Linked DNA regions of Rattus norvegicus: region 1 is linked to region 2. The links are chromatin contacts, called in public Hi-C maps. All regions are on one chromosome and are shown on one strand. Each heading gives the region's core, a stretch centred on a gene start, on an enhancer-like site or on the middle of the called end of the contact. The rest is flanking DNA. Distances are from core to core; before and after follow the strand shown.

What was found. Hi-C and Micro-C count contacts between places; a contact is called where the count stands out from the background.
Region 1: a Hi-C map of the A7r5 cell line shows a contact between it and region 2, with 2.3 times the contacts expected there. The contact joins two enhancer-like sites. A contact is called at or near these places in 6 of 12 Hi-C or Micro-C datasets (the A7r5 cell line, Schwann cells, frontal cortex and 3 more).

The regions. Positions count from the first base shown.
Region 1 is chr8:19,176,661-19,181,989 of GRCr8, reverse strand. No RefSeq gene overlaps it. Among named protein-coding and RNA genes, the nearest start is that of Fam76b, 210 kb to the right of the region's middle. Within about 2 kb of position 1,834, at least 9 of the 93 cell types and tissues checked have an H3K27ac peak or open chromatin away from gene starts, as enhancers often do. A contact at or near this core is called in the A7r5 cell line, where this site is marked.
Region 2 is chr8:19,026,823-19,032,294 of GRCr8, reverse strand. No RefSeq gene overlaps it. Among named protein-coding and RNA genes, the nearest start is that of Fam76b, 58 kb to the right of the region's middle. Within about 2 kb of position 2,249, at least 43 of the 93 cell types and tissues checked have an H3K27ac peak or open chromatin away from gene starts, as enhancers often do. A contact at or near this core is called in the A7r5 cell line, where this site is marked.

The DNA of each region.
Region 1 (5,329 bases), core at 585-3,084, 150 kb before region 2:
TTATACTTGGTTCTGTAATCTGTGAAGTTCCCCAAGCTCAGTTCATATTATGACTTCCACAGATATGCAACTTTTAAATTTCAACCTCTTATTTTCAAGTTTCAAAACATCCCTTTTGCTTGTCAACGGTACTTTTCAAGTGTTCATCTCTTCATTCTGCTGGGTACCTGTTTACATAGTCTTGAGTACTTCTGAGATACTGAATTAGTTCTGTTTGTTAAGTTCTCTTCTGTTCCCTAATTGCCTTTTATCTTCCTGGGACATAGGCATGTCTGTCTTTCTTGTAGGCTTTCCTTGGATATCTGAGGAGTTTTGACTTTGGTCTCTTCAGATGTCAGAGTGAGCTATAAGAGGACACACGATTATGTGTGGTTCTGTAAGATAAGTCAACGGTAGGCTTCTGTGGTTGGATATATCCTTGAATAAGTCATATAAAAGAGTACCTCGAGCATCTATGTCTTCTAGAAATGAGTTAAAATAGCCACCGTGATGAGACTTTAAGGCTGATTCCCTAGAAGAATGCCCAGGTCACCAGAGGAACACAGTTGACCCCAATTCTCTCTGCTCCACATTGTCACCTGCTGAGTCTCAGCGTGAGCTGAAAATAACCCTGCCACCTTCTACTGGTGCCTCTCTGCCTCCCTGGCAAGGCTGAAGAGCTCACAAGCATCTCCCATGGGTTCCTACGGGACACTCTGCCAGGGACTCAAGTATCACATTGCCGACTCTCTTTTGTTTACTGTGAATTTTGGATCTGGTTGGTTTATTATAATTTGCTTCTTCTTTCTTGCCTTTGGTACTTGAACTCAAGTCAGGTAATGGGAGGACAACCCCCATCCCCTAAATTTTTGCTCAGCTAATGGGTTTTGCAATCTCTGGGTTTGGAATTTTCTTTTAATAGCCTTCACTAATTGCTTCATTTGGAAGGCGTCAGTGTCTACCATGCCCGTGTGATGAAAGAGAAAGCAATGATCTGCAGTGCCAGGGTAGGAAGCTTAGCCTGAAAGGCGAGCACCAGGGTCAGCTCATAAGTCAAGCATGGACCGACCGCATACTGTAAATAAGCACAGGGACGGTCTTGGACCCCGAGTTCAGTGGACTCACGCTCTGGGCGTGGTTTGCTAGTTAGGTCTTGCAGAAATATGAGGCTCTGGCTGGGCAACTGATTCATTTATTCCAAAACTGTCTTTGCCTGAGTCTCCACAGAGCAGAGTCAGGATGAACAACACTTAGGATCGCATGCCTGTGTCCAACCCTGACCTTAACAATTATCCCTCCCCTCTCTAAACCTTCACTTTCTTATTTGTAAAGAAGGAAGATTGCTATTTACCTCACTGAGTCATACTAAAGGACTGAATTTTCTTTTTTTCTTCCTTCTTTCCTTCCTTCCTTCCTTCTTCCCTTCCTTCCTTCCTTCCTTCCTTCTTCCTTCTTGAAGACAAGGTCTCACGACCTTGCCCACGCTGACCTTGAACTCACTTTGTAGCCCTGGCTGACCTCGAGCTCTTACTCTGACTGTATATCTTAGTATATACCACCACGCCCAGAACCAGGACTGAGTTTTAAATGCACTGGTGGCAGTCTCAACACATAATAGAGTCTTGGTGCATGTTCTTTGCCCTCCCTCTAGAAGCCACACCTGTCCAGTTTTTCCTACAAGGAGCTAAGAAGTCCTCACCAGCCTGACCTGGACAGTGTGTACGGACACCAAGGAACACACGAGTTGTGTGGCGGGATCCAAGCTTTGAAAAACTTGCATTTCCCCACAATTATGTGATTCATGAAGGACCTTGGAGAACAAGGACAAATTTGGAACAGCTGAGAGGACAGTGGGTTAAGGCTATTCAGTGCAAGCCTGTGACATTGGGAAATACATTGGATTAAGGCTGTTCACTGCAGGCTGTGCAGTTGAGAAATTGATGGCGTTTGGGGTTTTTAATTTATCATCAGTTATAGTGGACATATCTTGCTCAGGCCATTTGTAATTTGCCATGGTTTTCCCTCTTTTCAGTCTTCCTTTTTAGGCTGTGGGCTTTTCTCAGAATTGAGCTGGAGGAAGAAACACAGGGACTGTGGGGCACTTACCCCTTCTCTGCCTTTCAGAACTGGATGAACCGTTTTAAAGGGACAGCGAGGCATCCAGAGAAGTGAGTTAGATGAGTGGTTCAAAACAGTCTCTTCTTGTTGTTGTTGTAGTTTTAGCTTAAAAGAAACCGAAACAAACATGACTGCTGGAATTCCATGCATAGAAAAAGTGGGGGTGGGTGACCTGCTTTCCAAAATGTCTGGGAAGAATTCTTCATGGTACAGAGCTAATGCCCCAAGGACTGTTTTTACACTTCCCAAGAGGCTTCAGAGGTGGTATAGAGAGGCCTTGGACAACATATCTGAAACACTTTTCACCGTTTTGGGAAAAGCGGGGGAGGGGTATTTTGAAAATTGGCCCATGATTGACTGTTCAGAATGGGTAAACCAGTACCACTTAGAGGTTTTCCAACCGCCAGTACACAGAGAGCTCGCTGAATTGAATGGATGAGGGTGGCCATGTCTTCCCCATTTTCCAAGTTGAAAACACCTTTACTTACTGAAGTTTGAGAGACCTGCAAAGCCTATGGCCGCAGGTTCCTTTGTCGACCTCAGGAGAACAGGCCAATGACTTTTTAAAACCTGTGGTTTGTTTGAGTACAGGAAACACCCACGTGAGAGCCAGCTTTAAAGGAAAGCGTTCTGTGGAAGGAAAGTGGAAATGTTCACCTGGTTAGAGAGGAACCTCTGAGGAGTGGAGGAGGTCTCTGCGTCTGCGGGTGTTTCATCTTTCGTTGAGGTTCTGCTTCAGATAATCTCCAGGCTCGCTGCCCATCTGAAGGACACATAGTTCAGGCTACTCACAGTGAGGCAGTGTAACCCAGTGGTCAGGTCAGATGCTCCTCAATCAACATTCCCGGCTCCCTGGCCACTCATCACACCTTGAACCTAACAGTCTCCTTTTCTCTGTACTGTGGAAATGGTGTGTACCGCCGTGTTGGGTCACTATTTTGTTTAAAAGGATGATGTGTCTTGTTGGTTAATGCCAAGTATATGTTAAATATTTAAATATTGGTCTCTGAGCAGAAACATTAGGGATATTTACTTACTGCCTCAGTTTTATTAAAATCTGAAGTTCTATTATTCCTTTGACTTTTGCTATGAACCCATACTAATTGTGCCACCCTGAGGACACACCTAGGGACGAGGACACACGCAGTCATTTCTAGGATTACTCTTGGATCTTAAACAACTCTCTGAAATCATAGCTGTGACCTACAAGACTCATGCAGTGAACATGAGTCTATAAACAGCCACAGGGACTTTGGCTAGATGGACACATCTGGGTGACTCAGTAGGAAATACTAAGTATCCTCTCCGGTCTGAAAGCTACCAACCTGCAGATCTCACAAGGGAGGGAAGGACAAGTGTTGGCAGCTTTTGGCTTCAGATTCCATGGAATCTCTGGTGATTTCTTTCTTCAGGTTTCTTCAACATTGAATCCAATCCGGGGGGGCATGACACTTGTGGACAGCTTTGTGCCAATAGCTGTTTCTTCCCTCTCTCTCTCTCTCTCTCTCTCTCTCTCTCTCTCTCTCTCTCTCTCTCTCCCCCCCTCCCCTCCCTTGGTCCCTCTCTCTCTTCCCATCCCCCCTCTCCCCTGGGTTTCTGGGGACAAGCAGTGTTTTCTCCAGAAGCTGAGCAAGGCAAGGCAGTTTGAGCTTCTCTCTTCACTGCTCTTGCACCTTCCTTCCTTTCAGCATCTTGGTTGGAGGATTCATGGGTTAACACATGACCCTGCTTTGATGGTTCAGTGTAGGTTAAAGGAGTCAGGAAGAAAAAGAACTAAGGGAAAAGGTCAGGAGAAATTCACTCACATCTTTTCACTGCGAAGGAAATGAGCTAATGTATCTGTATATATAATATCTTTATCATATATAAATATATGATAATTTTTATTTTTGGGAGTTATTATCATATCAGTTTCTCCCTTTCCTTCTTCCAATTCTGCCCAAGTCCCCGTTCCTTGCTCTTTCTTGAACTCGTGGCCTCTTTTTCTTCAATTGTTCAACACACACATATCTACTCCTCAATATATGCATACAACCTGCTCAGCCCATATGTTACTAGTGTGTAGAATTTCAAGGCTGACCACCCTACATACAAGTAACACATGACCCGAGGAGGCTCTTCTCTGGAGAAGACTGTCCCTCCCACTCCCAGCATTCCTTGGTTGCCTGTGGTTCTCTGTCTAGGGTTCAGCCTGCTGAGCTTTCACTCTCCCGTGTTAGCATGCCAATTTGTGTCACCTTGTCCAAGGCTTGTTTAGGCAGCCGTGCTGATAAGACTTCATAGGTGGGGCTTCTCTGACATTTCTAGAGGACACACTTTTACAGCAAAGCTCCTACTACTTCGGCTCTCACAATCTTTCCGCTATTCTCTTCCACAGGATCCCTGAGCCTTAGAGGAGGTCGTCTTGTAGATGTGTGAGCTGGGTCTGGGCTGCCAACACAGAACCACAAGCTGAGCCTGACTTCACCTCGGTTTGCTTAGGAACCTTAGATGTAGCCAGCTTGCCCCATCCATGGCCCCGGGGGGGGACCCAGCGCGTTCCAAGGGTCCCCAAGAGTTAGCCTGATTCTGAACTAAGAGCATGCACGGTTTTCCTGGCAGTTTCGGAAAGCAGAACAATATAAAGCAGCCCGGACAACTTTCATTTGCTCAGGAGCTCGCAAGTCTTCAGGTTCCCTCCAAGTGGGCTCGGGTTCCCATTCCGCCGCTGGGTTCTTTCTCCTCTCAAGTCAAACTGTTATTGGACAAGTTATTGTCTGGTTCTTTACCCTCTTTATGTTTTATCTTCCACTCCTTTGGATGGGTCTTAATTTGATGTGTGTCCACTGGGACCACGCTTTCACACTGCAGCCACAGCAACTGAGGCATTTTCTTGTATTAATTATAGTATGGAGGCTACGGAGTCAGATTAACCAGTAAACTGCTGAACAAGCACGAGGACTCGAGTGTGGATCCCAGCACCCAGGTAAAAACCAAGCCTAGGAGCACTCCTGTGCTAAGGGGCAGGGCTTGGGGAGGACGCAGGCAGATCCTCGGAGTCCATTAGCCAAATCAATGAGTCCCAGGTCCAACGAGAGACCTTGTCTCACAGAAACATAAGGTGAAGGGATGGTGACATAGATCAGTCAGTAAAGGCATTCTCACCAAACCTGAGAACCTGAGAACCTGAGTTTAATTCCCTGGGATCCAGAGAAAAAGAGAGAAGCAAATTCTACAAGCTGCCCTTTGACCT
Region 2 (5,472 bases), core at 1,000-3,499:
CCTGCTTCTGTGGTTAACCCTTCCGAGGCTCATTCTGAGCGCTAACCCCTGAGCCTACACAATACTGACAGCTTCTATTTTAAGCCTAGTCTTCAGAGGGAATGGGAAGAGGGAGCACTTGAGGACGCTGATGCAGCTTGGTTACTGGGTGGGGAACAGAAGAGAAAAACTTGCTGACCCTTCCGCCAGTGTATGGAGAAGCCAGTTATCACAGCAGTGAAAGTCTATGGTGGTAGGATAGTCTCAATTCGTGTTTTTACTATTGACCCTGCGGTATACACGCGGTTTCTGTCATGGTATGGGTGTGCGATGCGCCCCCTGGCTTGTATGTTTGAATCCTTGGTGTCCAGCAGGTGGCGCTGTCTTGGAAGGTTGTGGAACCTTAAGGAGGTGGAGTCCGCTGGAGGAGTCGTTCACTGGGGCTGCTCCTGAGGCTTCCTAGCCAGACCCTGTTTTTTGTTCCGCCCCTGCTTCCTGACTGTAGGTGTAATGCGATGAGCCAGCTCACACTGCCTTCCACCATGCCTTCCCGGAAGTGATGCACTGTGTAAATAATTCACCCCTTAACGTAGGTTCCCGTTAGGTACTTTCAAGGAGAAACATAACCAGCACAGTTTCCAGGAATCTCACCCTGCCATTCTTGCTTATTATTTTGAGCAAAACCGCCTGCTTCCTTGTGTTGGTAGCCCTTTAGGGCCATAGCTAAAGACATTCAAGTGATAGACTGTGCCACATACTGGCTCTGGCACCCTTACCGCAGCCCCAGGGTAAGACAGGATCTTATCTGGGTGAGAAAAAAATTCTCCATGAACACAGAAGAGAGAGAGAAGCAGCCCAGAGTTGATGGCAGTGTCATGGTGGTAAAATGTTCAAATGCTCAGTTAAAAGCAGGAGGAATTTTACAGCTGTGTATGTATGCTGCCTTCACTGAGACAGTAACACCACTGAAGGGCTGGATCTCCACTGTGGACTCCGATAGCCTCCATTCCACTGGTCTGAGCAGTGAACGTTAGCAGCAGGCGTTCAAGAGTGTTACAACAGAGGGGGTTTCCTCTCTAGCAGTAGTCACAAGCCTGCGGAAGGGTCCTAACGGTTGTGTGGGGTATATAAGTCTTCAGAGAAGGCACAGTCTGACTCGAAGCATCTCCTTGGCTAGCTCCATCTGCCTGAAGCTCTTCATGCCTTTGGTTAAAGAAAGGGCTGCACTGAAAATGCAATTAGAGGAAAAGATGGCGGAGGTTTCAGCTCTGGGCTTCTACTCCACCCCGTGAGGCCACTGCTTCAGATCAGCTAGAAAGGAATCTTGACAAAATGCATGTACCTTACACATGCAAAACTGGGTGGAGTGATTGGACATGTTAACATTAATTAGGAACTTCAGGGGGTTTGTTTGTTTTTTAGTCATAGCAGTGCCAGATGAACTGGGACAGTCAGTACCCATGACTGTTGTCATGTTGTGTTGCTGGGGGAGGTGGATGGACACTTTAATCGAGTAGGGTGGAACACGGTGCAGCCATCTCTGCCAAGGAGCATCGTGGGATTTGCATGAGTGTGAAGAGAGAAATGAAGTGTGGTGGTTTGAATGAGAATGTAAGGTCTTGTATTTGAATGCTTTGTTCCCAGTTGTCGGACCATTTAGGAAGGACTAGGAGGCATGGCCTAAACTCACTCTCTTTCTGCCAAGTGCTTATGGACCAAATGTAAGCTCTCAGCTACTGCACTGGGGCTATGCCCGCCCGCCCGCCTGCCTGCCTGCCCGCCCACCCGCCCGCCTGCCTGCCCGCCCACCTGCCTTCCTGCCTGCCCGCCTGCCCGCCCGCCCGCTCGCCCGCCCGCCCGCCCGCCCGCCCACCGGCCTGCCTGCCCGCCCGCCCGCCCGCCCACCCGCCTGCCTGCCCGCCCGCCTGCCACCATGCTTCCCACCATGATGATCATGGCAGTAACCTCTGAAACTGTGAGAAAGCCTTCTCTTCAATGCTTTCTTACATAAGCTGCCTTGATCCTGTTGTCTCTCCATAGCAACCATAGCTAAGACAAGGGGGAATCTGCTAGCTGTAAATGACATGATGTCGGGGGCCACTGCTGCGCCTGGTGTTCCTACTTAGCTAACGTTTTTTGCTAGGCAAAGCAAAAAGCCAATAAAGAAACTATCCTCCTTTCTAGAGCATACCACAGGGATGGAATAAGCCTTCGAGTCCACATTTGCTGAGTCCCCACTCAGTACTAAGCCCTGAGCCAAGTGCTGTCCCTCTACGGGCCAGGAAGCAGCTGTGGAGTGTGTTGCCATAGCAACACGAAGCGAGCCTGCCCCACTTATGTTGAGCATTCCAAAGGTTCCTCAAACAGAAATAGACTTTTTTCACACTTCCTGAGAAGATCTGTTGTTGTTGACTATTTGTTTACGTCTCACCATAAAGTTTAGTGATCACACGATACGAAGTGCTGTGGAGAAATGAGGAGGCCTCCCACACCAGCACGATGTTTTCTCTGAAAGATTACCATCGACCTGACATCTAGGCAGAATATCACTCCAGCCATTAATTCCAGCAGCCAAAATGAGCTTTTGTAACATCTCTAGGCAGTTCATTTCCCAGCTCCCCCCGACCCCCAGCTCTGCAGTCCTCAACATATCATGAAGGAGCTAAGTAGTTAAAAGAAGGAAGATCATGACAGGAACCAAGATCTAGCCATTCCTGTAAATGGGCTGGGAAGCTTCTTCAAACGTCCAGAATTAAGGTGCACTCTGACCTTTCCAATCCCACCGGGCATTGCTGGCTGGAGAGCGCCACCTACCGCTCACCCTCTGCTACTCTCTGTACAGGAGCCCCTTTGTCAGCTCCAAGCATCCTGACCTCCCCACGCCAATGCTAATATTTATAATTACCAATTGGATAAGTGCATCTTGGGCTGTGAGATCAAAGAAGAGGAGAAAAGCGGCCTCCGAACGTGAGAGGGAAGTAAGACAGAAGGCTTGAAACTTCTCGTCACTCCAGACACCTGCTCCTAAGGATGCCTGGGGACTGAATTCAAGGGCAGAGGCAGCTGGCAGCACAGTTTCTTTCTTTCTTTTTTTTTTTTCTTTTTTTTGGAGCTGGGGACTGAACCCAAGGCCTTTCGCTCGCTAGGGAAGCGCTCTACCACTGAGCGAAATCCCCAACCCCAGCACCAGAATTTCTTTACCCCTGACCATATAGAGAAGTAATAAAGGAGAATCAGGAGGCAAAAAGACAAAGTTTGGATGACAGAGCCAAGGAAAGAAACTGGACAGAGTAGCTAAGAAAGATAAACTGAGCTCTACTTTTCCTTACCCATCCCTTTTTCTTTTTTTTCCTCCCTTCTTCTAATTAACCAGCTTAGCCACTCAGATGGAGATCCACATTTGAATCTGCCTGATCCAAATGTCTTCCTTCAACTACTGTGAACACTATGAAAGTCTTATGCGAGACCATTTGGAGACCACTCTACAAAGTCCGTGAGACGATCTGGAAGCAGGCGGTCATCATATCTTTTCTTACACAAAGCAAACCAAGACAGCAGAATACTGAGACGTTCTAAACAACTGGTTCTTGCAGGGTGAAAGTCCTGGCTTGAAGTGCTGGTTTTCTGTGGTATAAAGTTGGTGCCAACTTTAAGCCATCAGCTGAACACGGAATTGGGAAATTCTGCACATCCATCAGTACCTCTCGGTCAAATGAGCTGACCCCATCATGCCACAGCTCCACCTGTGTGACCGTCCTGGGACTCCCATACACATGCAGGACTTGAGCCTAAAGTGGACTGTGGGACTAGCGGGGTGAGTTTAAGAAGGTGGGCTCTGGGTTAGGGTTTTATGTCAGTTTGTGTTTTACCAGTTTCAGTCCTGAGTTGGATTATCTCTTAACTTTCCCTGTAGTAAGAGACACTTCTCTCTGCCTAAGAGCTTCCAGCTGTACCTTCTTCTTGCTGCTGGGCTTGAAAGAAATGTTAGCTCTTCCCAGGTCCTCAGAAGCTTCCAGTTGCAGCTGGAGTCTGCTCTATTGCCTCTCAGCTGTGCACTACACCCTGGCTACGTCATCTGTCTTCCTGGGGAGGACTGTGCTGCTTCTCCAGAAGCTCTTGGAGTCTACAGCCTTTTAAATTGCATGGGCTAAATCTTCATGAAATAGTGTTCTTTCATTAAAATCTGTCTCTCTATCTACTCCCAATGTCTGATCTGCTTCCCCTTCTCAGTGAGTTTCGAGCATCCTTGGGCCCTCCTTGTTACTTGGCTTCCTTGGGTTTGTGCTTTGTAGTATGACTACCCTATACCTTATGGCTAACGTCCACTTATTTGGGAGCACACAGCATGTGTATGTGCTTCTGGGTGTGAGTTACCCAACTCAGGATGATATTTTCTAGTTTCATCCATTTGCCTGCAAAATTCATGATATCCTTGTTTTTAACAGCTGAGTAGTACTCCATTGTGTAAATGTACCTCATATTTCTATCCATTCTTCAGTTGAAGGATGTCTAGGTTGTTTGAAATTTCTGGCTAGTATAAATAAAGCTTCTATGAGCATAGTTGAGCAAATGTCCTTGTGGTGTAATGGATCATCTTTGGGGTATATAACCAAGAGTCTTGAGGTAGAACTATTCACAATTTTCTGAGAAACCACCAAATTGATTTCCAAAGTGGTTGCACAAGTTGGCACTCCCATCAGTAATGGAGAAGTCTTCTTGCTCCACATCCTTGCCAGTATGTGCTATCCCTTGAGTTTTTGATCTTAGCCATTGTGACCAGTGTAAAGTAGAATCAGAGTCATTTTGATTTTCATTTCCCTGATGACTAAGGGTGTTGAACATTTGGAGAGGGAGTGGGGAGGGGGGAACAGGAGGGACCAAGTGTGGGGAGGATGGATGTAGAAGTGAGAGAGAGAACTGGGATTGGTAGAGGAGGGGGCATCTCTGAGACATGCAGGACAAGGAAAACTCCCAGGAATCTATGAGGGTGACCCTACCTAAATTAACTCCTGGCAGTAGAAGATATGAAACTCGAACCAGCCGCCTCCTGTAACAAGGCAAGAACTCCAATGGAAGGATGGAGACACCAACCTATCCACAAAAACTTTGACTCACAATTTGTCCTGCCTACAGGACGCACAGGGATAAAGATGGAGCGGAGATTGAGGGACTGGCCAACCAATGACTGCCCAGGTTATTGGGCTGGAAAAATGGTTCAGTTGGTAAAATGCTTGTTTTGCGAGCACAAGGACCTGAGTCCCATCCCAGAACCTACATTTTATAAAACAGTCAGACATGGTGGTGCACTGGTAATCCCAGTGCTGAGCAGGGAGAAATGGGTGGATCTCTGGGGCTCAACAGCCAACCTACTTGGTGAATTCTAGACCAATGAGATACCCTGTCCCCAAAGAAATGCCTAAGGAACAATAACCAAGGTTGACATATTGTCGGGGCCTAACCTTGGGCTTGGTCCCCTCTGAAGCATCCAAGGGG